Linked DNA regions of Mus musculus: regions 2, 3 and 4 are each linked to region 1. The links are chromatin contacts, called in public promoter capture Hi-C maps. All regions are on one chromosome and are shown on one strand. Each heading gives the region's core, a stretch centred on a gene start, on an enhancer-like site or on the middle of the called end of the contact. The rest is flanking DNA. Distances are from core to core; before and after follow the strand shown. Region 1 holds the start of Mynn (myoneurin). Region 2 holds the start of Dnajc19 (DnaJ heat shock protein family (Hsp40) member C19). Region 3 holds the start of Ect2 (ect2 oncogene). Region 4 holds the start of Tnfsf10 (tumor necrosis factor (ligand) superfamily, member 10).

Region 1 (7,443 bases), core at 1,782-4,281:
CTCTGCATCCCAAGTTCTGGGTTAAATGCGTGCGCCACCCCGACTGGCCTATAAGTCCGTTCTACCAGCCACTCCCCTACTTGTGCGCATGCTTCTATTAGAAATGAAGGAAAGAAGGCAAGCATAATCTGTCCAGATCCTTTTTGCTTCTGCCCTTTCTACTTTTCTCCCACAACTAGGAATGTATGACTATCAGCCTAGCTTTTATACAGAGGAAACAATATATCTCTATTATAAGACTCTGAAGAGCCTACTTACTATAAAGGGGCAGCAATAAGCATCTTTTGGCATAGTCTGTGTGTGTTCCTGTGCACACATGCATGCAGATGTGTGTGTATTTGTGTATGGAAGCCGCAGACGATTCTGCGTGTCTTCCTCTGTTGCCCTTCACACCCTATTATATGAGACAGGATCTTTCCCTGAGCTAGAAGCTCCCAGATTCTGCTAGGCTGGCTGGCTGGCTGGCTGGCAGGAGGGCGGGCGGGCGGGCTAATGAGCTCCACCCCAGCAGCACTGGTATCACAAAACTGCTTTTATTTGGTGGCTAAGGACCCGAAATCAGGTCCTCATCCTTGCACGGCAGGCACTTGACCAATGCACCTCTGGAGCCCAACGGTTAAGACCCTTAAGAGAAACACAGTGATGCCTCTGGCTTGATTCAAGCTTTGGATAGGTTGACAACGGGAACAGACTTAATGCTACTTGCATTTCCACGAAGTTACTTTCCAGAACCACAATCAGAAAGTCCTGCACGTTGCCATTTAAATATGAGCACTAGAAGGCCATGAGGCCATGAGGCCTGAGGTGGTTCTTCAACAACTCTACTCCAAATACCCTAGAAGCAGCAACGGACAGAGACTGTGTGAGAGAGGGCCTGAGGGACATGAAGACCAAAGGAAAACCTACTTTAAATTCAGAATTTGCAAAATTGAAATAGAGCCTTTTTTTTTTTTTTTTGGTGAATAAGTCTGTCAGATGGAATTCTTGACTTTAATGTGTATTGTTTGTTTGTTTTTGTTTTTTCAAGACAGGGTTTCTTTGTGTAGCCCTGGCTGTCCTGGAACTTCCTCTGTTGCCCAGGCTGGCCTTGAATTTATTAGGTCCTGCCTGCCTCTGCCGCCCACCACCAGCTTTAATGTGTTTTTTGTGCTTACCAAACATCTTTTCATCCTCAACAGTTCTACTGAAGCTATAGTGTGTGTGTGTGTGTGTGTGTTGTGTAACAACACTGAGAATGAGCATGGAGAGCAAACTGGAAAAACAGGAATCTAGCTCTAAAGACTAGATTTTATAACTGAATAAAAACATGTACTTTACCTGTCGAGATTTAAAGTTCCTGTATATATAAACTCCAACAGTTTCTGAAATCCGTCAGCCTTCACCTGACTCTGATCAAGAAAAACATTGTTCTCAGAAGTGCTTCTGTAGATCGCCCCAAAATACTCACTAAAGGAGGCAAGCACATTCCTATGCGCCTTAAACTGGAATTCTCCAATCACTACGGTACAGTCGCAAAGAAATCCCGCTTCCCGTTGCTTATTCAGTCTCTCTAAAAGGTGCTCACAGTGGTGTGAATACTGCATTTTGCTAGCAGAATGGGATTTCACCCTTGATCTAAAAAAGACAAGAAGAGACGGTGAACTGATAGCCGTAAGCTTTCATCAAACATTCACCCATGCAGCGGTAAGGGAGTGTGGGACAAAAGACTAAACCCAAAGAACACAGCTCTTCCTTTGCCTCCCAACCCCCAAAAGCCTCATCGAACACTCGTGGTGATTAAATGCTTTTCTTTGTTTTACTGCACTAGAACACTAATGCAATAAAAGGCAGTGAAAAAAACAAAAACAAAAACAACAACAACAAAAAAAAACATGTCACAGTTGTAAACAGGGCCGTAAAATCCTAAGCTTCTAGAGTTGACCCCTCAAACTTTTAAGCTCCAACAGGCATCTTTACCTGAAGGTGCTTAAACAAATAGACTAAGAAAAGCCTCCTTGAAACAGGATAAGAACACGATACGAGTTGTTCCCATTGCTCTCTGATCACTGAACCCTGTAAGCAGAGATGGTGAGGTTCCAAGCTCCAGGCAAGTGCAAGGGGGCGGGAACGCCCCGACCCGCTGTGTCAAAGGTTCCATCACTCTCCGGAGGAGGACACACCCCTTGCCTGCCCGCTGCTTGCTTGGCAGCGGCGGAGGGCGACAGTCCTAGCCAGTCCCCGGCCACCGCTGCCTTGCACTCCCAGCTTGCACTCCCGCGAGTTCCCACGGCACCGGCCATGACTACATATACCGCGGACGCTGCCTCTGCCTAGACACCCTCCTCCGCCCCGAATCGCGCTCGATCTCCGAGGCGCCGGACCACATAAGACCCCGGGATCCCAGAACGCAGGGACGACAGGCCAGACAGAGGGCGGCACTCACCCGTAGCCGCCCAAGGGAAACAGTTTCTTCACTCTCTCACCGCCATCTTGGGAGGACGTCACTGCGACGCTCCGCCTCTCCCTTCCTCCTCTGCGATAGCGTCACGTCCGGGTGTGTGGTCCATTGGGGACACCGGAGATAGGACGCTAAAAGTCTACTAGGGCCGGCGAGCTGGGTCTCAGAGCCCTGACTTCCCGGCATGCCCAGGTCTCCGGATCACACCTCCTTGCTCACTCGCATCCGGTGCGAGCTGCTCACCTTGTCAGCCCGCAGCTGTCGGCCCAGATTCTGGATGGAGACCGGGCTTGAGTGCAGAGCCGGCCTCTCCGGGAACCGCGCTGCGCGCTGCATGCTGGGAGTTGTAGTTCTTTTCCTCGCCTGTCATCCTGTCTTCATTAGCGCCCCTCCAGTGGAGATGACTGTGTTGTGCACCCTGGTTCTTGACCGGGGCGAGTGGGAGGGATATGCTTAAGTCGAGACCAATCACTCCTTCCTCTTTTGCATATCCGAAAGCTCTTGGGACCCCCAGAATTCTGTTTGAACCGGCTCACCAAAGCTCATCTACCAGAATGCCCTTACCTGGCAACAGAGATGAGATGTTCGAAAGCAAAGCAAAGCAGCAGGGCACACTGGGCATGCGCAACGTGGGAGGAAGGTGGGCTTTCTACCGGAAAAGGTTTTCCTACGTCTGAACCAGAATAATTTTAGCACAGTTATTTACCTCGAAATCAGAGTTAGTGCAGTAAAGGGAGAAGAGCAAAGTTAAGTTTTGATGTGTTCTTCCCTAGAACCTGCGGACGTCATAAATCTTAAAAAGCACAACTGAAACGTTTGTTGGTATAAGTTACGTTTATGCTTTTTAAGGAATTTACCTGTGACTTTATTTAAAAGACAGTCTCAAAAACTCTGAGAGTTTTTTCCATACCGGAATCTTTTTGCTTATATCTCTGTGAAGAATTTGTGAATAAAACCACGAGTCGTTTTTATAAGAAAAATGTTGAGGCTACTTTTTTATATGTCTGAGTATAAATTTCTTTTTAATTTCATCTTTTTGTCAAACCCTTTCGATAATGTGTTAATTCTGAAATATTTAGTGAAGTTGACATATAAATTAAGAACAAAATTTAGCCTGACAGGAGGGGGGGGAAATGGAATCTCGAGGGGAGAAAACTGAATACAGACATGCTTCAGAGGCTAGAGATTGGGAGAATGCCTTCTAGAATCAGTAGCTACCTACTTCATCAGCCCTTTTTGTTGCTGCTCTCGTCTGTGTGTTGGGGCGTTTGTTATCAACATTAAAACAGCTGATTCAAGGTCGTTTCTTTAATGGGCGGGTTACCGTTTTAAAAGATATGTTTCCGCCCGGTTTCGAACCGGGGACCTTTCGCGTGTTAGGCGAACGTGATAACCACTACACTACGGAAACTTGGTTGCACTGGTGTGTTGAAATGTTCTTCTTATGTGATGTCGTCATATACGTTTCACACCTGTTTAAGGTTTATGCATTTTTCAATGAGGAGAGAGAAAAAATATTAACAAAGCACAGTTAACTTAACAGGCTGAGACTATTTAAAAGTTTGAACTTGTTTGCAATTTCTTTTTCTCCCTTCCTTCCTTTCATTCATTCTGTCTTTTTCTTGTTTTGCTAAGCCCGGCGGGTACACCACTAGAGACCAGCAGGCACACTTAGTTCCTGGCCGAATTTCATTTTTTTTCTCATTTTAGACAGGTTATGCTTTCCTCCAGCTGGGAAGCAGCGGCGCGCTGTAGCCAGGGCCTGTGATTTGGCGCAGTACAGTGCTTTGGCGGGTTTTGGTGGAAGCACGTGTAAATTACCCTTTTCCCCATCCTGCTTCGAAACCAAAGCTTCTATTTGTGTGCTGTTTTAAAGCCCCTAAAGGATGCGCGAAACCAGACACCAAGACGTTCATTTTTTGCTGCGCAGTGTACTTTCTTTTTCTGAACTGAACTTCATAATGATCTAAGGCATTTATATTCTTACCAAATGGCAGACATGTTCTTATTCCTAAAACATCAACCTCAGGAAATGAAAATTAGCTTCGGAGGACCTAGAGATATAATCCAGAAGATGAAGAAAAGGATGAAATAAGGGGGGAAGGAGGGGGGGGAAGAGGGAGGGAGGGAGGGAGGGAGGGAGGGAGAGAGAGAGAGAGAGAGAGAGAGAGAGAGAGAGAGAGAGAAATGAACGGAGAAAAGAAAAGGGGAAGGAGGGGAGCCGAGCATCCCAGAACTCAGAGCCTGAAGAGGGGAATTCCGCTGAGTTCGAGGGCAGCCTGTGCTAAAATGCACCATCTTACAAAACCCAAAAGGTTTTGCCTTTTTGTGTATATCTTTAGAAAGGACAGGAAAGATGTAACGTTGTTTACTTTACTATACAGAACATAAACTCGTTTCACACCCCAGCACTCCCTGAAATTGATCCTTACAGAAGCCAGGCAGAGCCTTCCTGTAGCGATATTTCCAAGGCCGGTGTTAAGGGTCTTCCTCCAGCTTCCCACTCGCCCTGGAACACTACTGTTAACCACAGTGCAAGGACTTAAGAGAATTTTTTTTTAATAGACATTCAGCGTGTTTGAGAAAGGTTCTTGCAAATTGTTAGATTTCTATGTTTTGCAAGGGTAGCCCGGTTTTCTGGTATTAATGCTGAGAGCTTCCAGGAGCAGCGGTGATGCTCAACCCATGGAAAGCGGTCGCAGGAGGCACCTCACTCATGTCATGCGGGCCAGCAGATGGCCGGGTCCTCTGTGACGCGACATTACCAACACCTGTCACCGCACAGCCTGGGAAGAGCGGTCTGGAGGCGCAGATGCAGCAGCACCAGCGGCATGAGCGGCTACCAGCCACCAGTGGTGATCGACAACGGCTCGGGAATGATCAAGGCGGGCCTGGCTGGGACCCGGGAGCCCCAGTTTGTCTACCCGAATATTCTGGGCCGGTCCAAGGGCCATACGGCGGACAGCAGGCAGGAGCTGTGTGTGGGTGATCAAGCGCAGGAGCGCAGGAGCTTCCTATCCATCAGGTACTGCGGGACTCTGCAGTCTTGGGGGCTTTGTGGAAGTGGGTGGAGAGCCCATAGCTAAAGCCACCCCGAAAGGACCAGGGAAGGAACCCCAAGGCCACTCCTTACAAAAAACAAAAACAAAAACCCAAAACAAACAAACAAACAAAAACTTCTGTTCTCTATACACAAATATATTCAAGCATACAGTGGCCGTTCATGCTAGATGTGCCTGCGTAAGAATGTGGCTTGACGTGTGACTTTTGTCATGCGGTGTGGTCTCTTGAACTATTTACAATTATACCAGAATGTGGGAAGTTTCCAACTTTTTGAAGTCACATTCTCCAAAGAAGAGAAAAAAATAGCCAAGCAAAATGACTGCAGAGAAAAGTAGCTGTGCTGTTTACTGGAAGTTACTTTGTCAATTACAGAAAACAATAATGATAAATAGTCCCCTTGGATGCAAAGGAACAGAAAGGTAGAATTAACAGTTTCTATTTAAGAATGGTAGCCTTCACCTTCAATCGGGTAAAGGCAGGGGAGTCTGTGCATTCCAAGCCATCTTGGTTTGCATACTGAGTTTGTTTTATTTGTCTGTCTGTCTGTCTGTCTGTCTGTCTGTCTGTCTGTTTATTTGATGTAGAGTTTCTCTGTGTAACCCTGGCTATCCTAAAACTAGTTCTATTGTTTGGACTGGCCTGAAATCGTAGATCTGCCTGTCTCTGCCTCCTGAGTGCTGGAGGCAAGTGTCATGGGTTCTAAGCTAGCCAGCACAACATAATGAGATTCTGTCTCAAAACAAGAACTATCAAATAATAATAATAATAGTAATAGTAATAATAATAATAATTTAAGCCAAATCTAAAACCACCATTAGCAACAACCATAAAAGCACAAGACTTATATATTTTATTGTCCTCCCTCCAGCTATCCAGTGGAACGGGGTCTCATTTCCTCCTGGGGGGACATGGAGATCATGTGGAAGCATATCTATGACTACAACCTGAACCTGAACGCCAGTGATGGCCCGGTCTTGGTTACAGAACCTGCGCTGAATCCACTGGCAGACCGGCAACACATCTCCGAAGTGTTTTTTGAGAATCTGGGAGTCCCTGCCTTCTACATGTCCGCCCAGGCGGTGTTGGCTCTCTTCGCTGCTGGCTTTACTACTGGCCTGGTGCTGAATTCAGGAGCTGGGATTACTCAGTGTGTGCCCATCTTTGAGGGTTACTGCCTATCTCATGGTGTAAAACAGCTAAATGTGGCAGGATCTGACCTCACCAGCTACCTCATGATGTTGTTGAAGGGTGATGGTATCATGCTGCTTAGAACCGGGGACAGGAAGGTTGTTACAGACATTAAAGAGAATGCTTGTTATGTGGCGATGAACTATGAAGATGAAATGACCAAGGACTCTAACCTAGAGAAAATATACACCCTGCCTGATGGAAAGACTGTCAAACTCCATAAGCAGTTATTTCATTGCCCAGAGGCCCTCTTTTCTCCATATCTTGTGAATGTTGATGCTCCGGGCATCGACAAGATGTGCTTCGGCAGCATAATGAAATGTGATACAGATCTCAGGAACTCCTTCTTCTCCAATATCATCCTTTCGGGAGGATCAACGTCTTTTCCTGGTTTAGATAAGCGACTCATTAAGGATGTGGCAAAGCTGGCACCTGCCAATACTGCCGTACAGGTTATAGCTCCCCCGGAAAGGAAAATATCAGTGTGGATGGGGGGTTCTATTCTTGCCTCCTTGTCTGCCTTCCAAGACATGTGGATCACGGCTGCAGAATTTGAAGAAGTTGGACCCAACATTGTACACCAGAGATGCTTTTGAAATGCAGACAGAATGAAAAATAAGAATGCTTTGAGTGTACATAACAAAATGCTTTGGGTGTTCTTATTTGGGGAGGGTGAAAAGCATTTCTGTTATTGGGATGGGCCACTTTCTTTGTAAAAATGTTTTTGGTAGTTCTGGGAATTGGACCTAGAGTCT
Region 2 (7,443 bases), core at 1,390-3,889, 3.5 Mb before region 1:
GCAAAGCAAACTTCAAATCTGGCATTAAAGATGAGTCCCGGTTAGCATCACCTGGGGGGCGGTTTCTTAGCTGCTATTTAACTTCTGTTATCACTTCTTTGCTTGTAAACCAAACCAGTGATCAGTTGGAAATATTCAGTTACTGCTTCCATGAGATAAGGACTTGCTTTCAGTAGTGGGAAAGCAAAGCCAAGAGCAATTCTGACACATTGCTGTCATTCAGCCAGACAAGACTAGTCAGAAATGGCCGCAAGCAAGTAAAGTATTTCTTTTGAGAGGATGATTTTAAGTTTTCCTCTTTTCCTCCTTTTTAAATTTTACAAGTTGCTTAGGAGAGAAACTACACCCACCAGTGCCCTGATCTTACATGTTCAGCCTCTGGAATTAAAAAAGAAAAACCAAAACATTTCTATTTCATAAACATCCCTGCCTGTGGAAATTTGTTATGGTTGTCCTAGAAAACAACAACAACAACAAAAGATGTCAGATGCTCACTAGAACTCTCCCCACAGGCGGTTTCTGAAATCTCTCCTTCACCTCTACCATTTAAAAAGTAAAGAGCTATCTCCACGAGCAGTGCTTGGGACACTACTCACATGTATGCAAAATGAGGGAGCCATTTGCCCAATGTATTGAACAGAAAAGGCAACTCAGACTGGATCAAAACTGAAAAGTACAAAATCCCTAAAAGAAAACCTAGGGCAAATCATTCATGCCATGGTTTTGTGTGAGACTCAAAGGCTCAGGTCAGAACAACAACAAAGAACCAAAAAGCCAGACAGCTGGACTTTATAAAAAGTTTTAGGATGCTGAACCTCGATACACACTACCAGCAGAGTAAACATGCATCACATAGATGGGAGAAATAATAGCACACCATATAAATGAGAAGTGATACCCAGAACACACAGAGAACTCCTGAATCTGAACAAATAAAAATCACTACCCAAAAAAAGGCAAGGGCAAAAGACTTGAATAGACATTTTTTCCAAAGATGCATATACATATTTATTAAGCATATAAAAAGGCACTCCATATTATTGATCAAAAGAAACTCAAGTCAAAAGTCCAATGAGTTACCACCTCATACTCATTAGGATGCCTGCAATTCAATAAAAACCCAGAAACTATCAAATATGGATGTGGATCGAGGCCCTCATCCACCAACTACCTTCCCTTTCAGGAATATAACAGTAACTACATTGCTCACCTTTCCTTTGCTGTGGCAAAATGACTGACAGAATTACCTCACATTGGAAAAATAACTGGCTCACAGTCTCAGAGCTGACAAGGCATAGTCGTCTGATCCCATTGTTTCTGGATGTGTGGTGAAGCAGAACCTTAGGATGGGGAATGTCGGACCTACCAGCAGAGATGAATGATGGCCAAGAAGCAAAGAAAGGGAGGAGCTAGAGACAAGAACCTGCTCCGCATAACTATGATTCAGCTACGTCCCCATCACCTCCCACCATCCACCAAGCCAAGAACCAACTGATCAATCCACTCATCTTCTTAGAGCCTTTCGATCCAGTTACCTTCCCAATACCCTACCTCTAACACATCCCTGCCATGAGTTCTTAACACACACACACAAACACACACACACACACACACACACACACACACACGAATCCATGCATGAGCCTCTGAGAGACAGCTCAGATTCAAAGCACGACAAGTGAAAGTCCAATCCTCACAGCATGCCTGGATTTCATGTCTGCCCACCTAGCCAGGAGAAAGGAATAAGTCTCTGCCTAGTTTCTGTACATCCATGCCCACAGACATGACACTCCCCACAGCTACACCACAGAAACAACCCATGAGAAACGGAAAGATAAGCAAAATATGATACATTCACACAATGGTCTTCTGACAACAAAGGGGAGAAGCTTGGGGAAGTAGCAGGCGAAGACTGGCAAGATTAACAGGAATTCATTGACAAAGAACAGCTACCTTAGTTTCTAGCTTCCCTTGGGGTCACATATGGCTTTTATATTCTCACAACTTACAGCCTTTATGCAAAAAGACAGCTCCTAGTCACTTTCCTTCTAGTCAAGTGCATTTGCCATGCTTAGGCCAAACAACCACATGCTGTGAGCAACACAGGTACAAGAAGCTCTTTTAATTACACAAATAGTAAGTCAGGCTAAAACAGGAGAGAAAAAATTCATGGTGAACACACAACAGGAGCTGTATTTTTAGTGAACAAATCTACATAGCCTGAAGCAGACATCAGGAAGGAAGATGGAAAAAAAAAAAAGACTGGAAAAAATCATTTTCCATATCGTTTCTGATGTTTATAGATCTAACTACGTTCCAAGCCAGAAGAAGAAAGATGTCTCTGCAGGCCATGAAGATCAGCCTTGTGGCTTCTTGACATCTACTGGCGACAGCCCAGGGTAGCAAAAGATGCACAGAAGACAAAATAAATGCCTCATGTGAAAAACAACGCTACTTCCACGGGGTGGGCGGAATAACCTATATAAAGCAAAGTTAGGGAGATAGGTTTTAGCGGGAAAGCCTGTTTTAGGGCCGGATATTGGACTTGCAAGTCAGGAATCCCGGGCAGAGGGCATGGCCAGTCCCGCCCCAGTCCGACCTCTCCGTCAACCGGAGTTGGTGAGGCCCTTTGTGCGGCACTTTGTGCGACAGTTCCGACGCACTTTACGGCGCCGCTGCCGTGTTGCGCGGCGCTAGTGGAAGTGGCGGCATCGCTGGCTCGGCCCTGTCGTTCTCCACAGCTGTACCGTGGCGGTGGGCTCGCGCTGGGATGAGCGCGCGGTGCCGAGCCGCGGAGTGGAGTCATGGTGAGTGGTCGGCGCTGACGGGCTCCGAAGGGGCGCTGGGCGGATACGGAGACTGACCTTTACTCCGGCCTCCGGTGGCTCCAGCTGACACCCCTTATCTGCTTGCAGGCAGGCACACGTTTGTGCCTCCTAGGAGGTCGGGCTGTTACCCCACTACCATCTCCGCACTCCTCCCCTCTTTACGGTGGAAATACCTTATGGGATCAGGGAGCCTTTGCAAGCACTGTTTCCAAATCCAGCAGAAATCTTATTTTCACCGGTCTTGTCTAAACTAGAAAGGGGTTCCAATGCCCAAGGGTTAAAGTTCTCTTCCATGGCTGAAAAATCACCATCTTACTGTTGTGGGTAAAGATGACTTACCCTTTTCTTCTTGGTGAAAATCCCATACTCTGACAATAAATTGTGGATAAAAATTGCAGTAGTTTAATTTTTTTTTTTTAAACAGGGTTTCACTTTGTAGTCCTGGAAGTCCCAGAACGTACAGAAATTCACCTGCCAATGTTTCCCAAGTCCGGGGACTAAATGCAAGCCGCCAATGTGCACCACGTCCAACTGCAGTAGTTTTAAAGACATATTTCTATTAGAAAAAAAAATGTTTCTTCCAGCAGACCCTGTGCTGCACTCTGTAAAGTCCCAGTTGCTTAGAGAGCTAGTCGCAAATTCGTGGGCAGCCTGGACAATTTTAGCAAGACTCCACCTCAGAATAAAAGTGTTGGAACTTTGAGAAAGGCTGGAGTTGTAGGCACCTTACCAGCATGAGACACACACTAGGTTCCATCCCTAATCCTGCCCCAAAAGGGAAAAAGAACCCACCTTTCACCAAAATGAAGGTCGTAATGAGTTTGGCTGCGGAATAGGTAGCAATTAAGAGTAGTAAAGACTTGCTCTTCTCCTCCATTACAGGCCAGCACAGTGGTAGCAGTCGGGTTGACCATTGCTGCTGCAGGATTTGCAGGTTTGTCTGTGGGTTGGGGGTGGAGCAGACTGGTTATGCATGGATTTGCTTATTCTGTTGCTTTTGGTTTTAGGCCGTTATGTTTTACAAGCCATGAAGCATGTGGAGCCTCAAGTAAAACAAGTTTTTCAGAGCCTACCAAAATCTGTAAGTGAACCTTCTTGCTAACTAACTTGCCTGTATTTGAAGCCTGGAGCTTGCCTGTAAGGTGAATTCCACAGGTCCATGGAGCTCAGTGTGGAGTTGTAAACCTTGCAATGGGCCACACTGGGAGTTGGTTTTCACATGTGACAACTGAGGGTGGGTGGCCTTTGCAGATTTAGAACGATAGCAGGTAGTTAGCAATTAATTTTACTACATATACTGTTGACCCAGGTTTATCTGTCCAGCTGCCTTCCCTCGTGTTTTGTCACATAGGATAGCTTTGCAGCGATGTTAGATAACGGCTCTGAACTGGGTGTAAAGCACAAAGCTGCTGCTAGTCAGGACTTTGAGAGGCCATGTCATGGAGCTTGGGCAGGAGCATAGGGCCTTGTTGTACATGATCTCTACTAAGGTTAAGATTCTGATGGCATAAATGTCCCTACCATAAAGTCTTATTTTAGTTGTTGCCTTGAATCTTTTCGAGATCTCCAGGTCGTCTTTTGAGACCTTTTGAAACTCCTGTTTTACGGGGATCAAGTTTCTGTCTGGAATATGGATGAGAGTGGCTGCCATTCACTCATCTCCCCTCCCCCCCTCCCATCTTATGTTCTCAAGACACTGTTCCAGTTTAGTTGCAAGAAATGGGTGTTTAACACATCTTAAAATAGTTGGCTACCCCTGGTCAAGCTAAAGTGCCTTGGGAAGTACACTTGTACTTCCCTGAAATGTACCACTTCTTTTACAGATTTAACCAACTTCCATTTACTTCATTAATCTTTTCTTCCAATTCAATTTCTTTCAGGCATTCGGTGGTGGGTACTACAGAGGTGGATTTGAACCCAAAATGACAAAACGGGAAGCAGCATTAATATTAGGTGTAAGGTAAGATGTCTACTCAGTTCTGAGATGTAGGGTAAGGTAATTCCTAGTAGTAATTGAGAATGAAGTAGTTGCTGGGGATAGAACTCACACGTGTAACACTGGGACAGTGCTCACTGCTGCCTGGAGTAATCTAAAGTCTACTCTGGAATGCAAACTAAGCGTTGAATGAGGGTTATGATGTTAACTACATCTAAAGCACTTTTGGTTCTTACGAAGCACATTTTACTGTCTCACACACAGCTTCTCAGTTGTGTTGCTTTACTGTTCTCAATGTTTAACTTCACTTCTGTAATAGTTCATGGTGTTTTGTTTTCTTAAAGCAAACTAAAGCAACAAGTATGTTTTCCTTTTCAAATTAGCCCTACTGCCAATAAAGGGAAGATCAGGGATGCTCATCGCCGGATTATGCTATTAAATCACCCAGACAAGGGTAAGCAACTTTTATTACTATACTGGACTGTTAATGGAATAGCTAATTCTTGGTGTTATGAATGTCTGTGTGTGAGCAGTTTCCCAGTTGTGGATCACATTGTAGTGTCTTAAGTGAAATTCAGTACATATGGTGACGTTCTCTGCAGTGACACCATGTCTCACCAAAATAAAGATATAATGAACAACAATGTAAGAACTACTGTGATTTGGCAGGAGCGGTAAACATTACTACTACTTTTAGGTTCTGTGTCTATGATAGAATGTCTTCCAATAACGGGTTACAGTTCTGCTAGATATTTTGGTTGGTTTGTTTTTAGGCCATCCAAGGTTGGCCTAAACCTTATGACCACCCTCCCTCATTCCCAAAAGCAGAGCTTAAGAAGCACACCCCAACTCGGCTATGTTTTGAGTTTTACTTTTTAGGTTTGCATTATTTTTGTTTAGACTCATAAATAACCAAGTTTAAATTTTAATTAAGAAAAACTTAAGGGGCCTCTTAATGTGTGGACACTTGTGACAGAATACTTATTTGGAAACCTATGAGCTGTATTTGCTTTTATTCAAATACAGACTTCAAAGTAGCTTTAACTGGTAAGAACAGATTCTTTAAGCAGACCACAAAAATCTGTTGTCATGCACATGAAATTTAAATAGAACTGTTTAGTATGTGACTTCACAATGTAAAGAATTTAGCTTGCAGACCTCGAAGTATTCTGTTCTGGATGGTAGTAGAGTCCACATATACACATTCTACCAGAATCCTCTTGATGACCCCTCTTTGATAGGGTTAGGACCACACTGCTCCATCACTTTAGTAGACAGCAAATCTAGATGACATTACAAAGAGTCAGCTAATATTGAGAGGAAAACTGAAGCATTATAGAATGGTACACAGATAAGTCTTTCAACATTAGCTTAGAAGCCTATGGGAAGAACAGTGGATTATATCCACATATGCAGTAATGAGTAAGCATAGAGTTCTGTTAAGTGTGTATGTGGGAGGAGCCAAATCCTATTTAGACTTCTGAAAAAAAGATTTCTGAAAAATGGTAAACTTTTGTGTGAAAACATCTCATTTCCCATCGATCTGATATTTTACCCTTTAATTTTGAGACATATTTATAGTATCATAGTTGCTTCTTAATGAAGATACCATTTCTGTTACACCCTGGAATCCTTGAAATGCTTCTGACAAGACTTAGAATCTGTGCTCTAAACTGTGTCTCCCCCATCCCCTTTCTTCTATAGGAGGATCTCCTTATATAGCAGCCAAAATCAATGAAGCTAAAGACTTACTAGAAGGACAAGCTAAAAAATAAAGTAATCTGATGAATTTTAAGTCCATTAGTCTACTTATGAGCATGTTTTGTAATAAAAATGCCTCAGAGCTATAACCCATGAAAATTGCTTGGCAAAAGCTAAATCAGTGTCTTGGTATATTTTGTTCAAACTTAAGGATTTCAAGAATTATGATTACACACATTAGACTATAAATGCTGTTCATTGCTGACTTAGCAAAGAAATTTGGCACTTGTTATTTTTCCAAGGCTAAGGCCTTGCTCTGAGAATACCCCACTACAGTCAATTGAGACAGACATTAACTATTGAAAATGGGATTCTCACCTTTGGGAGGTAAAACTCAAGGTACAACTGGCCCAAGGTACTTGAACACTGTACTTTAGGCATTTTCACTGGGCAATTCAGATTTTGATAAATTAAGACAATTTAAAAAAAAAGAGAGAGAGAGACAGTCTCAATTATTATATAGCTCTGGCTGTCTTGCAACTTGCTATGTAGCTCATTCTGGCCTTGAACTCAAGAGATCCACTTGGCAGTAGATCTCTGTCAGCCCACCCAGCTACATTAAAGCTGTAATAGAAACCTTCCAGTGTATAGATCCTGTCAATTTTGTTATTTAGCTAGTCCCTTGGAAATACTTGATAAGCTGTTCCTTTGTTTTGATTTTCAGTTATGACCAAGCTTATGTGACTGTAAAATTCCCTCAATTTTAAAACTTGAGAGCCAAGTGTAACACACACCTTTAATCCCAGCAGTTAAATGCTTTTGATTTTCAACCTCAACCATTAATATTTTACATACTATAAACCACCCAAGTTAGACGGCCAATACTAAAGTATGTAAGCTGACCTGTGCAGGTCAGGAGCTAAAACCCCTAGCCAGCGGCCCCTGTAGCACTTAACCTGTCAGCACTTTACACTGTGT
Region 3 (7,443 bases), core at 1,822-4,321, 3.4 Mb after region 1:
GCCATGGGATTGCCATGGGGGTGGGGGTAGGGGAGCAAAAGGGAGCATTGGAGGAGAAAGAAGAGAAGGAGAGGAAGAGAGAGAAGGGCAGAGACTAAATGTCTGGATTATATTGGGAGGAGACTCTTGGGGGAGGGCGGACAAGCACCTGGGCTGGAAAGTTCCCTGTTGGGGGCAGGGTATGCCAGGTAGGGACTGAGGGGGGCGCTGGGGAACCTGGAGGCCAGCTCTGCTTTGGTGGGTAAATTATGCACCTTAGTCAGTTCCTGGTGCTTCACGGTCCAGTCTTGATCTTCTCTTGTTTCTACTGCCTCTGTGCTGGGATTATAGGTGTCTGGATTAGTATGGGCATTTTAAAAGGAGGTTAGTCACAGTAAGCAAATAAACCAGTACCCGAGGTTTATTCTTTAGAAGTTCAGGGTTACTATGCCATCGAGTCATTTTAACCTTATCTATAAGTGTGCTAATAAAAAGATTGTTGCTGTGTAGACTCAGGAGTAGGAAAACACTTGAAAAAGCTTCAGAATCAGACAGTTATTTTTTTATTACTGTTCTCTTTGTGAAAGCTTGTGGGATAAAAGCTAGTTCCAGGATGAGGTCAAGGTTCTTGTCTGTTCCGTCTCATTCCTAGCGTACCTTACTGGACGCTTAGCGCTTATTGCACAATAACTGTGAGTAAATTACTGAGAACAGCTTTAACTGGGTTCCTACCTCTGCACACCCTCTGCTTATCAAAGAGCAAATAGACCATGCTTTTCTAAAAAGGTCTACACATTAAAAACATGTTTAGATTTGAAAATTTTATTTTTTGTGTATGAGTGTTTTGCTGGATGTATGTATACATATCACTTGCATGTCTAATCCTCACATTTGGCCAGAAAAAAAGAAAGCATAAGATGGAAGATCCCCTGGAACTGGAGTGAGTTAGAGGTGGTTTTGAACCACCATGTGGATACTCGAAACCAAAGCCAGGTCCTCTGCAAGAGCCACAAGAGCTCTTAACTGGCGAGAAACCCCTTAACCCTTCCCAACTCCCCCCCCCCCCCATTAACGTACCAGTGAGAGGACCTAGTGTATAAAAGCTCTTGCAATACAACCTGATGACCTGAGCCAGATTCCTCAAACCCACAGTGGAAGGAAAGAACAGATTCTTTTCTTTTGACCTCCAAGTAACTCCCCCCACATACACACTCCGGAGTAGGGATTCAAAGATAGAGGACTGTGCCTTATTTCACCAGGATCTGCACCCTGCTTGGTACAGATTGGCAGCAATCATCTCTCACACAATTATCTAAAATGCTTCCTGTCAGCATTTCCTCAAAAAAGAAAAAAACAGCACTTCCCATAGAGTGTTTTCTATATTAGGCTTTCTTTACACCCATCTATTATATCTGACTTTCTTTATATTTTTATGTCTAAAGATGTCTGGGCCTCACAGAGCCTGGGCTGGCCTGGAAGTTGGTATGCACCCTAGAATGACCTTGAACTGTAGCTCCCCTCTCTGTGGTGATGGGATTACATCATTCCTCCCAGCCCCCAACTCTGACAGGCTGTGTCTATCCCTTATTCATGCTTTCCCCCAAGCAAATACTTTCTTACACTTAATACAGATTTGCCGAGTAAATAACAACCTGCAGGTGAAGATAGTATCTCTTGTTCATTTCTCACCAAAGGGCTGCCCTCGCTGTAAGAGGCTAAGCTAGCCTTCCTGCACTGCAATCCTACACTCTCACCCAACAGACTGGGAAGCTAGCTCTCCTCGGGCAGGGCACAAAGGAGGCGGCTGCCTTCTACTTTAGTGAGGAGAATGCTTGGAATGCCAGACACACCCCAGTTTAAATTGCAAGCACACTTCTCTGGGCAAGGTCCAGGCCGATTTTTCCTTTCTTCCACTCCAAAGGCTAGTGCGGAATTCTAGTGATTGGCAGGCCATAGATACTGGTAGGCAAAAAACCCTAAAAACCAACCAACCAGACAGACAAAACTATAGATTGTTTTACTCATTCTATGAACTCACCGTAGACTTGTCGAACTGCTTAGGCTGTCAAGAAGTTCTTTTGGTTTTAAAGTAGATTTTGGGCTTAAAGTGAGTTGGCTCAGTGGTTTAAAGCGTTTGTTTCTCACACATAGGCCGTGAGTTTGATTTCCAGCACCCACCTGGTGGTTCATCATTCTCTGTAATTCCAGTCTCTGGGGATCTGGCCTCCTCCTATGTCCAAGGACAGCAGGCACTCACAAATGCACATACGTTCAGGAAAAAATAATATGTATAGGCAAAAAGACACATAAAATTTATCAATCTAAATTTCAAAAGTGCTTTAAAAACCTCTTAATGAGATTTGGGGCCTAGCAACCGATCCAAACACTTGGTAAGGTTTTGAAAGTGAAAAATAATTGTTTTGAGTCCTGGTCTCCTATAGCCTAGGCTGGTCTTGTCCTCCTTAGTACAGGCTTTGAGACCACACCCAGCTAGAAGTGTATGCCTAGGCGACTGTATTATAGAACATTCCATCTAGAAACAAATTTCAAAATAGCAATACTGATCCCAGGGGTAAAACAATCCCTTCTTTTCTAGACTTCCAAGCACAGTCACTAACATTCCTAAGCTGGGAGTTGGGGTGGGGAGGGAGCAACCCACCCAGAAGCAGTTTTGCTTCAGGAGATTCTAAAATCTCCTTATACACTTTTTTATATTAATTACTCAGATGCAAGCTTGTCTTCAAAAATAAAATCTGGTTAGTAGTAAGAGCGGATCGGTTTGCGGTGCTTGGTACTTTTTCTTGAAGTTGGAGGTGATGGCAGAGAGACCGTTCATCAGGAACTGGGCTGTTTACGGAGTAAACAAGCGGTAACCACAGAAACACCTGCTGCATCCAGAGGCGCTGCAGAGCCACGCCTCCTCAAGCCCACATCCGGGCACTCCGCCGACGTTCGCACGCTCCAGCCGTTTACCGGATTTGAAACACACTCACAACCAATCAGCCGGCGCCTCCCGAAGGCAGACGTTGGGATTGACCAATCGGCAGTCCGCCCGAGGTTCCAGCCTATCAAAAGGAGGTTGACAGAGCGCGCCAATCAGCATGGCTCTTAGAGAGAGCGACTGGATTTTTTTGAATCGGAGGCGGCAGCCTCTCTCGAGCCATGGCGGCGCCTGTGAGGGGGAGACTTAGTGTTTGAGAAGGATAAGCGAGGACTGCGCCGTCGTGGTTCCTTTTTAAAATCTCTGAGCGTGGTGAGGACTGCGGGGTGAGTGGGGGACGGGAAGGGATTCGGGAACCCGGAACTGAGCACGGGCCGTGGCGACCAAGGCCGGCGCCCCCGCCGCGGTGAGCTCCCACGGCTGCGTACCTGTCTGTCCCGCTCCCCTCCATCCTCCTTCCCCACATCCGCCTCCTGTCCTGCCCTCTGCTCTCGTCCCGGCCCTTCCTTGCGGGAGGCTGGGCTCTCTATCTATTCTGCTTCTGTCCGGCGCCTCAGGGTGAAGGGCGCAGTTGGGACCGGGATTTTGGCCTCCCGCCCGCCCGCCGCAGCCCCGAGCTGCCTTGATTGTTTTGTGGTTTCCCTCTGGAATTCCTGTAGAATTCCGATTTTCAATTTTTAAAAATATAAAACACAGGCCGCCCCGCCCCTTCCTGGCCACAGATGTGTGTGGTTAGCGGTTAACTTAGCTCCCTCAGTTAGACCCGGCTAGGAGTCGCTGTGTGAGCAACTTCCTTAGCCACAAACTGGATATGACAGTGACATTTGTCTTTTAGGATGGCTGCAAGCGTTAAAAAGTGGCAAGGGAAAGATTTAAGATAGTGACTAAAATATTGAGCTCTAAGTAAATGAGAATCGCTAATTGCACTGTTATCAATAACGTATACACTATTGTAGTTTGGGTTCCTTACTCTGGTGTGACGTGTTTATGGAAAAAAAAAAGGTTTATTTAAAAGAAAAGCTGAAATGACTATTTGTTTAAAAGAATCCATGTGTTTGTGAGACAAGATCTCAGGTACCCCAGCATAGACTTGAATTGTGGAGCCTAGGGTGACAAGGAACTCTGTCTGCCTCTACCCCCTCTTCTGGGTGCTCGGATTACAGGTGTACTTTCACCTTACCTGGTTTCTGAGGTGCCCGCGGATGACTTCATGCACACTGACTGCAGCTGAGTCACATCCCGAGTCAAAGATAGATTGTTTTTATGATCACGATTCCGTTGTGTTTATTTTTAAAAGGTCTGTAGAATATGTGAAAAGGAAGAAAGTGACCTGGTGCACTTAAGTTTGCGGTGATGTTGGGTGCTAGATGCTGGTTGTATCACTAGTGTAGCGTGTAGCTCTTTTGCTGTATATTATGGAGCTGTTTTGGTAATAAATGATCTGTGTATTTAAGCATTTCCAGTGTTTTGGGGTGTAGTGAGAAAGGGTTTAGTTATGTATCTCCTCCCTCTGTTTTGTGGGTGCTGGAATTTTAGGCCACACATTGTCAGTTGTTTGGTGATTTTTTTTTTTAAGAGGATCATGTAAACTAAAAGTATCCTTAAAGGTGCATTGTAAAGCTTTGGCACACAGTTGCACATAATTGTAGGCTGTGTTACCACACTTTTCCCCCTTTGGACTGGGAGATTGAAAAACAAATAAAAATACATGTTTTTTTTTTTTCTCCTGGAAAAAAAAGCAAACATGGTAGTGAACACTTCAGAAGGCTAAGGCATATTTGTTTGTTTGGGCAGGGATGCACTATAGCTCTGCTGGTCCTGGAATTCGCTGTGTAGACTAGACTGGCCTTGAACTCAGAGCTCCACCTGTGTCTGACTCCCAAGCTCTGAGATTAAAAACATGTGCCACTATACCTGACTCTTAGTTTTTTTTTTTAAAGGGGAAATTTTTTTTTTCTAAACATTGAAAATAGTTCTCTCCCTCCCTCCCTCCCTCCCTCCCTCCTTCTCTCCTTCTCTCCCTCTCTCCCTCTTTCCCTCTCCTGGTTTCCCCTTCCCCTCACTCCCTCTCCCCCTCTCATCTCACAGGTTCAAGCTTCTCTAATGGCTGATCAAGACACTGATTTATGGGTATCTGGCAGAATGTTGATAGAAGTCATGTTGTAACATTTCTTTAAGTGACTTAGAGCCGTGTATTTTATCCTAGAGATGAGTTTTAGGGGAGGTAGGAGGGCTGTATGAAGTTGGTCATTTGCTTCTGAGTAAGGACACCATTGGAGCTCTCCTGTGGAGACTTAAAAATGATTGCCGTGGATAAGACAAACAATACCAAGTTATGAATATTGTATGAATGAATAGTTATTTGTCCTTTCAATACCTATTGAGTTTCTTTCCCAACCTGCATTTGAGTCTTAGTGCTATGTCTGCTTCCTTCATTTGGAAACTGAGACGAGACTTCCTGCAGAGTCTTGAGGAGGCAGAGTGGAGCCAGGAAGCAGGTGTCTGACTTAAGCATCTGAGTTTTACAACTCTGTGTAGGTCTGTACTGTGTACCTGTACACATAGACTCACCGCCTAGAAATGGAGAGTTGTACTTTACTGTTTCCTCAGGGCAGACAGCTTAAACTGTGTCTCTACTAAGAATCTGAGCGCTCTCTGACTACTTTATCAATCTGAAAAAGTGGATCAGACACTTTTGAATAAAGTGAGATTAAGCTCTGAGGTAAAGGTGAGACTGTTGGTTATATTTGTTTGATATTTAAGATATTTACTACCCACTCCAGTTAGGTATAGAACCCAGGGCCCTCAGCAGGACTTACCCCTGAGTTACAACAAACTCAAGCTCCATACTTCAATTAAACTTTCTCTCTTCCCTACTTGCCTAACTTTCCAGTTCTTAGGTCCTAGAGGTCGAAGAGAGCTTTCTTTCATAGTCCAGATTTATAATGGTACTAGTTTATATACATTTGTCTTGTCAAGTCTTGGAGATGTTTGGGAATTAATATAAAAATGGCAGCTTACAGTGTAAGCTGTACAGTGATCTATGAAAGATTCTGAGAATCCACATAAAGGTGAAGTCAAGAGTGATGAATGAAGTTGACGTTCTCTGTAGAATATTCCTGCTGCGGTGAAATATACCCAGTTATAAACTACATTGCAGTTTGGGCTGGAAAACTGCTCAGAAACTCATTGCTGGCACAGAGAAAGATTAGACATTGGAGTACCTTGGTTAGAGACAGCAGGGGATTTGGGCAGGAGGAGGAGGTGAAGAGTAAAGCTGGGCTTATTGGGAGGTAAATGTTGTGTAGACACTTTGCAAGAGAAGTGGGTTGAAGACAGATGTAGAAGAAAGGTAGAAAAACACTTGTACCTTTTGTGTGCAGGGAGCTTTCTGTGTTATTTATATTTTATTGTATGTTTATAACTCATGCTCGAGTTTTATAGAAAAGAAAACTTAGTCTTATGGAGGTTTTGAGACAGGCCCTTGTACCCCACATTTGCTTTGAATTCGCGTTTCCAGGGGTGACCTCCACCTCCTGTGTGCTGACTGACCATCTAGCCTACCTCCTGGGCCCAGCTTACAAATTCTAGATCCACAAGTACAGTATCTAAGTCAGTGGCCCAGTCTGTGGGTCTCGATCCCTTTGGTCATCACATATCCTGCATATCTGATATTTATGCTAATGATAGCAAAATTAGAGTGAAGTAGCAATGAAGCGAATTTACAGTTGGGGAGGAGCTGTATTGAAGGTTCGCAGCATCAGGGCGCTTGAACCACTGTTGTAAAGTTTCTTGCTCAGTGACCATGTTTGTCTCATGTATTCTCATTTCAAGTTTTACTGTTTCAGCCTTCATCAAGTAGTGCAAACAATGGCTGACGACAGCGTGTTACCATCTCCTTCTGAGATAACTAGCTTGGCAGACTCTTCAGTGTTTGATTCTAAAGTTGCTGAAATGTCCAAGGAAAACTTGTGCTTGGCGTCTACTTCAAATGTTGATGGTAAGTTTAGTACCTGCTTTTTTTTCTTCTTTGGTTTTTTGAGACAGGGTTTCTCTGTGTAACGCTGGCTATCCTCTGTGTAGCCCTGGCTGTCCTGGAACTCATTTTGTAGACCAGGCTGGCCTTCAACTCAGAAATCTGCCTGCCTCTGCCTCCCGAGTCTTGGGTTCAAAGTCGTGTGCCACCACCACCCAGCAGTACCTGCTTTTAAAAACACACAATTGTTAACTTAAATCAAAGAATACTTACTAGTGAATTTTTTGTATTGAGTGATTAGGGCTCTATGTCTACATTCTCTGTCCATGCTTTGGGATAATGCTTCCCCACTTTGAAAAAGGGCGTGTCTTAGTGTTGATCCTGCTTTCTTGGTATTGAGGCACTCTCACTATAACATTGGTAAGCTGGAGTTTATTCTTGCTTAAGTGAGGAGCTACTGTGGTTTATTGCTTTGTACTGTTTTATTCTAAAGTTCCATGTACTTTAAGGAGGAGGGTCATGCTTCATAATGCTTCTTTAAAGGGAG
Region 4 (7,443 bases), core at 3,108-5,607, 3.3 Mb after region 1:
ATGCAGTTCCAAACAAGACAGCAGGTCGGATGTTGCACTGTGTACTGGGCAATGTGCACAGTGCAGATTACGTGGGGGATGGGGCTGGCGAGTAGTGCCTGGCACCCACAGCCCTGGGCTCTGGCTCTACCCTGGCTCCAAAGCCCTGTCTAAACTTGGATAATTCATTTCTCCATCAGGTTCTAGACAAGGGAGTGGGGTGTTCACCATCCCTGCCACTCCTCGGCTCCCTAGAGCATATGTCTACCCAACTTGGACACGAGCAACCTGAAGTGGAGTTGGTTTTAACTCTTGTCAGTTTGGCATTCCCAGTCCCGGGGGATTTTCTGCGTTTGTATCTAGGTTCCTCCTGACATAAAGTCCAACTTTTTTCAAAGGAGGAGTTAAATCCTGATTATAAACCACTAGCCAAGTCAAGTCTAATCAGAGGAAAAGGTGGAAGGAAAGCCAGGCCATTGTGTTCACACTATTGTCAACACAGGAACTCCTCTGAGTTATTTAAAAACAAAGCATACTCTTTTAAAAAATAAAATAAAAGTGTGTGTGTGTGTGTGTGTGTGTGTGTGTGTGTGTGTGATATGCAGGGTCTCTCACAGGGCCTGGAGTTCACTAGTAAGACTACATATACCCTCAGCCAGCAAGCCTCAGGGATTCTTCAGTCTTCTCCCTGCAAGCACTGGGATTACAGGTGCATGCTGGGTAATTAGGATCAAACTTGAGTTCTCACGTGTACATAGGAAGCACTTCCCTGACTGATTCCTCCCTCCAAACACATTTCAAACATCTGGTTTATGTGCACCCCCACCCTCAGCCTTACTGGACTGAGAAATGTGATACATTGTGTTAGCATTTTGTCTTACCCCCCCCCCCCAGGTTACCTGGCAACAGCCAGGTGTGCCTGACTCTTCCCCCTCCTCTCTCTCTTGCCTTCTTGCTCTCCATCTGTCCTCTTTTCACTTCCTCCTCTCTCCCATTACCTACCCTCCCCCTTCTCTCTCCACATGTTTATGGCTGACCTCTACTCCTCTGCGCTCTCTCTCCCTCTCCCTCTCCCTCTCCCTCTCCCTCTCCCTCTCCCTCTCCCTCTCCCTCTCCCTCTCCCTCTCCCTCTCCCTCTCCCTCTCCCTCTCCCTCTCCCTCTCCCTCTCTCCCTCCCTCTCCCTCTCTCCCTCCCTTTCTCTATCTATACTACCCTCTTAACTCCCTTCCCCATGCCCTCAGGAGAAGAGATACCTCAGCATGGGCCTGCAGAGGCACCCCCTACCCCCACACCTGACTACAGGTCCACCAAACATTCTTTTCCCTGTGGTTGTATAAAACACAACATTTGGTTCCATGACTTGGATCAGAGTTCTAATCACTATCCGATCACGGGAGAGACAAATGCTAACTCTTTGAGCTTCACTTTGATTTTTGTTCAGACACTTGCTCTTCTACCCACCAGCTTTTCAAAGTGTGACTTGTTTGTTTGAGAGTTTTTCAGACCCACTTCTTTGTCTGGAGGACAGTGGTTATTACAGACTTACAAGTGGTCAAAGTGCAGACAAGATAGATGTCTGCTGGGCATGGGGTAATCTATGCCACTCCCTCACCTCAAGGTCCAGGCAACTGCAGGGCAGAAGTCTAGAGGTCTAGGCTCAGTCAGTAACAAGCAAACAATGAGCTCAAGGTTGGGTGAGTGTCTTAGTCAGGGTTTGTATTCCTGCACAAACATCATGACCAAGAAGCAAGTTGGGGAGGAAAGGGTTTATTCGGCTTACATTTCCATACTGCTGTTGATCACCAAAGAATGCAGGACTGGAACTCAAGCAGGTCAGAAAGCAGGAGCTGATGCAGAGGCCATGGAGGGATGTTCTTTACTGGCTTGCTCAGCCTGCTCTCTTATAGAACCCAAGACAACCAGCCCAGAGATGGTCCCACCCACAAGGGGCCTTGCCCCCTTGATCACTAATTGAGAAAATGCCTTACAGTTGGATCTCATGGAGGCATTTCCTCAACTGAAGCTCCTTTCTCTGTGATAACTCCAGCTGTGTCAAGTTGACACAAAACTAGCCAATACAACTGACCCCTTGTCAACTTGACACACAAACACATCACTAGTAAGCCTCAACCCTTACATTCTTATTCATCCCCAAGGTCTAAATAACTTTAAATGTCCCACAGTCTTTACATATTCTTAAAATTTCAATCTCTTTAAAATATCCATCTCTTTTAAAAATCCAAAGTCTTTTTAAATTAAAAGTCTCTTAACTGTGGGCATCACTAAAACAGTTTCTTCCTTCAAGAGGGAAAATATCAGGGCACAGTCACAATCAAAAGCAAAAATCAATCTCCAACCGTCCAATGTCTGGGATCCAACTCACGATCTTCTGGGCTCCTCCAAGGGCTTGGGTCACTTCTCCAGCCATGCCCTTTGTAGCACACGCGTCATCCTCTAGGCTCCAGATGCCTCTACTCCACTGCTGCTGCTGCTCTTGGTGGTCATCTCATGGTACTGGCATCTCCAAAACACTGCATGACCCCTTCAGTCCTGGGCCATCAATTGCAACTGAGGCTGCACTTTCACCAATGGCCTTCCATGGCCTCTCACAGTGCCAAGCCTCAGCTGCTCTGCTCAACTCCTTCATGCCTTCAAAACCAATACCACCTGGGTGACCCTTACATATTACCAAGTCCCGCTGCAGCAGGAGTGCAACCTTGGCTATCTCTGGAACACAGCCTCTTTGTGCTTTCAGAAAACACTTCCCAGAAGATGTCACCTCAATGATGCTGGTCTCTTCTTAATCACCGCTAATTTCTTAGCTCCAGCTAACCAGCATCAATAGTCCCAGTAATGCAAAGTTTTTGCTTTAGTAGTTCTGGTATCTTGTTAATCACAGCTGATTCTTCAGCCCCAGCTAACCAGAACTACAGAATCTTCACAATCAAAACAGCAATGGCCCTGAAAAGAGTCTTTAATTTTCCCTCTGAAATTTCACAAACCAGACCTCCATCTTCTACAGTGTTCTCAACATTATCTTCCAAGCTCCTGCACAACCTCCAACAGAGCTCTTAACAATGGATGGATCTTCAAGCCCAAAGTTCCAAAGTCCTTCCACAATCCTCCCCAAAACATGGTCAGGTTGTCACAGGAATACCCCACTATGCTGGTACCAATTTGTCTTAGTCAGGGTTTGTATTCCTGCACAAACATCATGACCAAGAAGCAAGTTGGGGAGGAAAGGGTTTATTCGGCTTACATTTCCATACTGCTGTTGATCACCAAAGAATGCAGGACTGGAACTCAAGCAGGTCAGAAAGCAGGAGCTGATGCAGAGGCCATGGAGGGATGTTCTTTACTGGCTTGCTCAGCCTGCTCTCTTATAGAACCCAAGACAACCAGCCCAGAGATGGTCCCACCCACAAGGGGCCTTGCCCCCTTGATCACTAATTGAGAAAATGCCTTACAGTTGGATCTCATGGAGGCATTTCCTCAACTGAAGCTCCTTTCTCTGTGATAACTCCAGCTGTGTCAAGTTGACACAAAACTAGCCAATACAGTGAGAGTTCAGAAAAACTACATGGAGAGTTAGGGAGAAAAACAGCTGACATCTATCTCTAGGCTCCACAGCACCATGTGCTGTCCTCCCTCTTCCTCTCTCCCTCTGTCTCTCTCTCTCTTCCTCTCTCTCCTTCTCTGTCCCTCTCTACCTCCTTCTTCCTCTTTTCCTCCCTCTCTCCCTCTTCTTCTCTTCTTCCTCTCTCCCTGTCTTCCTCTCTCTTCCCCTCTCTCTCTATCTCTCTATCTCTCTTACACACACACACACACACACACACACACACACACGGAACTCTAGAGTACTTCACACAAAGCATTTGTGCCAAGTGACACCACTAACTGCACCCTGCACAGACACTTTTGAAATGATAGCAAACTTTCTTGGAGGTGCCGGTATATCCATTTGTAGTTTTCATAGCCTGTTCTGTTACTACAACTGCTTGGAAGTCTGCCAACTTGCAGTTTTATAAAGCCCTCTCTTTATTAGCAGTTAAGAGTCTGCACTTGGGAAAGGCATATTTTAATCTACAGCTAAGCTTTCAAAGAAGAGCAAGCTAAGCGGCAAAGCCAAGAGAGGCTGCTGCTGAGAGCACACGGCCACTCACCTGCTTCATCTCGTTGGTGAAGTACATGTAAGTCACAGCCACAGACACAGCCTGCAGGAGCACCTGCAGGAGCACTATGCAAATCACCATCATCCTGAAGTGCTGACTGAAGCTGAGGTCCTTCAGGGCCCCTGAGGAAGGCATACTGCTGTCCAGGTCTGACTTCCCAATGCAGACTTGCAGCCCAGCAGCAGTGCCTGAGAAGGTCACAGTTAGAAGGCGGAGTGCCCATGCAGTTTCTTTTTACTGTTGAGACCAAAAGTGAAACTAAGCAAGTCAGGAAGGTGACGAGGACGTAGTGCACAGAAACCCTCCAGCTAGGAGAGCTCGCCCTGATGGTGCTGGAAAGCCTAGATCCAGCGCTCTGAGATCTAACCCATCTATGAACTGCTGGAGCACCTGAAGGAGCTGCAGGATCTCCTGGACAAAGGACAAAGGACAAAGGACAAAGGACAAAGGGACCGGGAGGGGTCTCAGTGAGGATCCAAAATTTAAGGCGTCACAGGAGCCAGAGACTGCTGAAGGCAACAATGACTCATTGCTATAGACATTTGCAAGTGAAGATGTGTGGACAGAGGGATAAACTGTGGGACACACTAGGACACCACAGCTTCCATGGTGGGATGTTTTCTATGCTCTGTTTTGGTTTATTTAGTTTGTTTTGTGTGTTTTTATCTGGGGGGAGTTTCAAGGGCAGACGGTGATTATGAGGGGACAGGGAGATGAATGGGACCGGGGTGCATGATGTGAAACACACACACACAAAGTTTGTTTGTTTGTTTGTTTGTTTGTTTTTTAAAACTGTTTTAAAAAACAGAAATCCCAGCTGTTCAATTTTACCAATGAAAACTCAGGAGCCAGATGCTGAGATGATAACTTCCTAGCTCTGAGAGGCAGAGAAAGCACCCAGCTGACCTTCCTACTCCATCCCAGAAGGAAAGAATCCTTTCTTCTCCACGCTGTCTTAAACACTCGAAGACCCCCTTTCTGTTCACTATGTTCACTCCCTGTCAGATGGTTACTGGCTCTGCCTCTTGACCTAGGGTTGACTTTGTTAAAAGGGCTTTGCTAGGGCTGAGCCACACCACCACGAGTTTACAGCAGACAGACAGAAAGCTCTAGGGTCAAAGGCTGGGACGTATCACAGTTAGAAACAGTTCACAATCTCAGGTTCACAGTGTGATCAGATGGCCTGCAGCAACCACCTCCAGCTTCTGGCCCAATGTTTGTGACTCTGAGGCCTCTGCAGGTTCTAGCAACAGTGTTGCTATTTCTAATGGTGCCAGTTCCCAAGGGCCATAGGACATCTTTCTGGCTGGTATCTCATGGTGGGGAACAAAACGGAATCCATTTCAACTCAAATTCTCTCAGGTCTGCAGCTGCTTCCCACCTCCCAGAAGGATTCCTTTGGAGCCTGCTTAACTACAAAGCCAAGGCTCCCTCACAGCACGGGAGGCTGTCACCTGCTAAAAGGTCTTTAGAAGTAGTACTCTACTGTGGTGCTGTAACTAAGTTACCATCTTCCTGAGACAGTCTCTCACTGAAGCTGAAGCTCACACAGGGATCTTCCTGTCTCCACCTCCGGGCACTGATTGGGATCGCAGCCACAGACCACCAGGCCCACCTGTGAGTGCTGGTAATCCAAGCTAAGGTCCTCGTGCTCACACAGAGAACACTTTACCGTCTCCCCAGCCCCAACCATTGCCTCGTTTTACTGACGTGGGAGTTTAAAATGGCGTTTCCATTTTGCTTTTATTTTTTTTTTTTTTGAAAGGGAATCAAGAGCAATCTGTGTGACCTGTAAAAACAACATAAACCAAATAGTCATATTCCTTTGCCTGTGTGTTAATAGCCACATTTTGTTTCTCTTTCTTTTATAATAGTATTTTTTTATTCCTTGACACTTACACAATGACATAGTCAATTTCAGTTGTCAACTCAACATACCTGAAAAGACAGAACATCAATTAAGGAATTGGTAATATTGGACCATCCTCTGGGAGTATCTTTCTTGATTGTTAGTTGACATGGAAGGACCTAGACCACTGTGGGCAGTACCATTCCTGGGTAGACAAGTCTGAGCTGTATAACAGAGGAAACTGAACAAGCTAGAGAAGCAAGCCAGTAAGCAATATGTTTCCATGGTCTCTACTTCAGTTCCTGCCTTTGCTCTCCTTAAAGATGAACTTTAACCCATAAGCCTGATAAATACTTTTCCCCCCCTCAAGTGAGTTTTGGTCAATGTTTTACAACAGCAAAGAGTGCTAACTAGGACAGACTATGTGTACTGACTGTGTGCATCTACCACAGACTCTCTCCAGCCCCCTCTAGTGTCCCAACTCCACGTCATTTCCAGATGCATGCCCTCTTTTTTGTTTTGTATGAATTAGTTCAAAACACATGAGTGTGTAGCCATCTACTGGATCATGGGCAACCTGTCAGCAACCACAACCCCCAAGGAGAATAATTCTCCCTTCCTCTGCAGGCATCAACTGCCAGTAGCTTTCCTTATGTGGGGATGAGACTTTGAGAGCCCCACCCCCTCTGTGCTGGGATGTTGACTGGCTGATCTTCTGCAGGTAACCATAGCTGCTGTGAACTGATATGTGATACAGCCATGTTGTATCCAAATGACAGCCTCCCACAGTTCTCACCCCTATCTTAAGGCCCCATCAGTCATTCTGCTCTCTCTTCCTGGAAGTTCTCTAAACTTTCAGGAAGATAGGAGGTTGATATCACAGCTAGGTACCTAGAGTCACTAACACTTGGCACTTCGACCATTTATGAGTCTCTGCTTTAATCTTTTTATAGATTCTCTAACCAAATATTGACTGGCATGCTCGCACTATGAAAATCTGCAAGTCAGAGCTGTGCATGTGCCAGCCTCTGCTACTCTACAATAAGTCTTAGGAGTGCAGTCATGGCTTGCTTTGCTTTGGGTCCCACAATGCCTAAAATACTTAGTACCTGGAGTCTTAGAGAAAGTTTTCCATTCCCAGACTGGTAGTTGTATGCTGTTCATAGAAGCAAGAAGGACGCTTCTAATTTTGTTTGGTAAATATTCTTAGATATCAACAGACACCATTTTTTAATTTAATTTTCTTTTTTATTGGATATTTTATTTATTTATATTTTAAACATTACCTCATTTCCTGGTCCCCCCCCAGAAGCCCCCTATCCTATCCTCCCTCCCCATCTTCTATGAGGGTGCTCACCCACCCACCCACGCACCCTCTCCTGTCTCCCTGCCCTGGCATTCCCCTACACTGGGGCATGGAGCCTTCCCAGGACCAAGGGCCT

Evidence for each region. Promoter capture Hi-C pulls out the DNA fragments that hold promoters and counts their contacts.
Region 2: a contact with region 1 is called in a promoter capture Hi-C map of pre-B cells. The contact joins the promoter of Dnajc19 here to the promoter of Mynn in region 1. A contact is called at or near these places in 1 of 39 promoter capture datasets (pre-B cells) and 1 of 484 Hi-C or Micro-C datasets (CD4 T cells).
Region 3: a promoter capture Hi-C map of pre-B cells shows a contact between it and region 1, with 6 times the contacts expected there. The contact joins the promoter of Ect2 here to the promoter of Mynn in region 1. A contact is called at or near these places in 3 of 39 promoter capture datasets (the C10 cell line, liver and pre-B cells) and 1 of 484 Hi-C or Micro-C datasets (embryonic stem cells).
Region 4: a promoter capture Hi-C map of pre-B cells shows a contact between it and region 1. The contact joins the promoter of Tnfsf10 here to the promoter of Mynn in region 1. A contact is called at or near these places in 2 of 39 promoter capture datasets (liver and pre-B cells).

Annotation. Positions count from the first base shown.
Region 1 is chr3:30,597,675-30,605,117 of GRCm38.p6, reverse strand. It overlaps Mynn (myoneurin), which reads right to left and starts at 3,031. Exons shown (of 8, transcript NM_030557.3): 1 at 2,423-3,031; 2 at 1,318-1,614. The coding sequence starts at 1,583. It overlaps n-TVaac8 (a tRNA gene), which reads right to left and starts at 3,848; the gene lies at 3,776-3,848. Actrt3 (actin related protein T3) reads left to right here and starts at 5,248. Exons shown (of 2, transcript NM_029690.2): 1 at 5,248-5,462; 2 at 6,369-7,443. The coding sequence starts at 5,269. The coding sequence ends at 7,284.
Region 2 is chr3:34,076,550-34,083,992 of GRCm38.p6, reverse strand. It overlaps Dnajc19 (DnaJ heat shock protein family (Hsp40) member C19), which reads left to right and starts at 2,639. Exons shown (of 6, transcript NM_026332.4): 1 at 2,639-2,807; 2 at 3,711-3,762; 3 at 3,836-3,909; 4 at 4,709-4,788; 5 at 5,148-5,218; 6 at 6,469-6,708. The coding sequence starts at 2,805. The coding sequence ends at 6,539.
Region 3 is chr3:27,149,506-27,156,948 of GRCm38.p6, reverse strand. Ect2 (ect2 oncogene) reads left to right here and starts at 3,071. Exons shown (of 24, transcript NM_001177626.1): 1 at 3,071-3,246; 2 at 6,769-6,920. The coding sequence starts at 6,791. 1700125G22Rik (RIKEN cDNA 1700125G22 gene) reads right to left here and starts at 2,923. Exons shown (of 3, transcript NR_040548.1): 1 at 2,639-2,923; 2 at 2,018-2,209; 3 at 1-313.
Region 4 is chr3:27,313,991-27,321,433 of GRCm38.p6, reverse strand. It overlaps Tnfsf10 (tumor necrosis factor (ligand) superfamily, member 10), which reads right to left and starts at 4,357. Exons shown (of 5, transcript NM_009425.2): 1 at 4,144-4,357. The coding sequence starts at 4,287.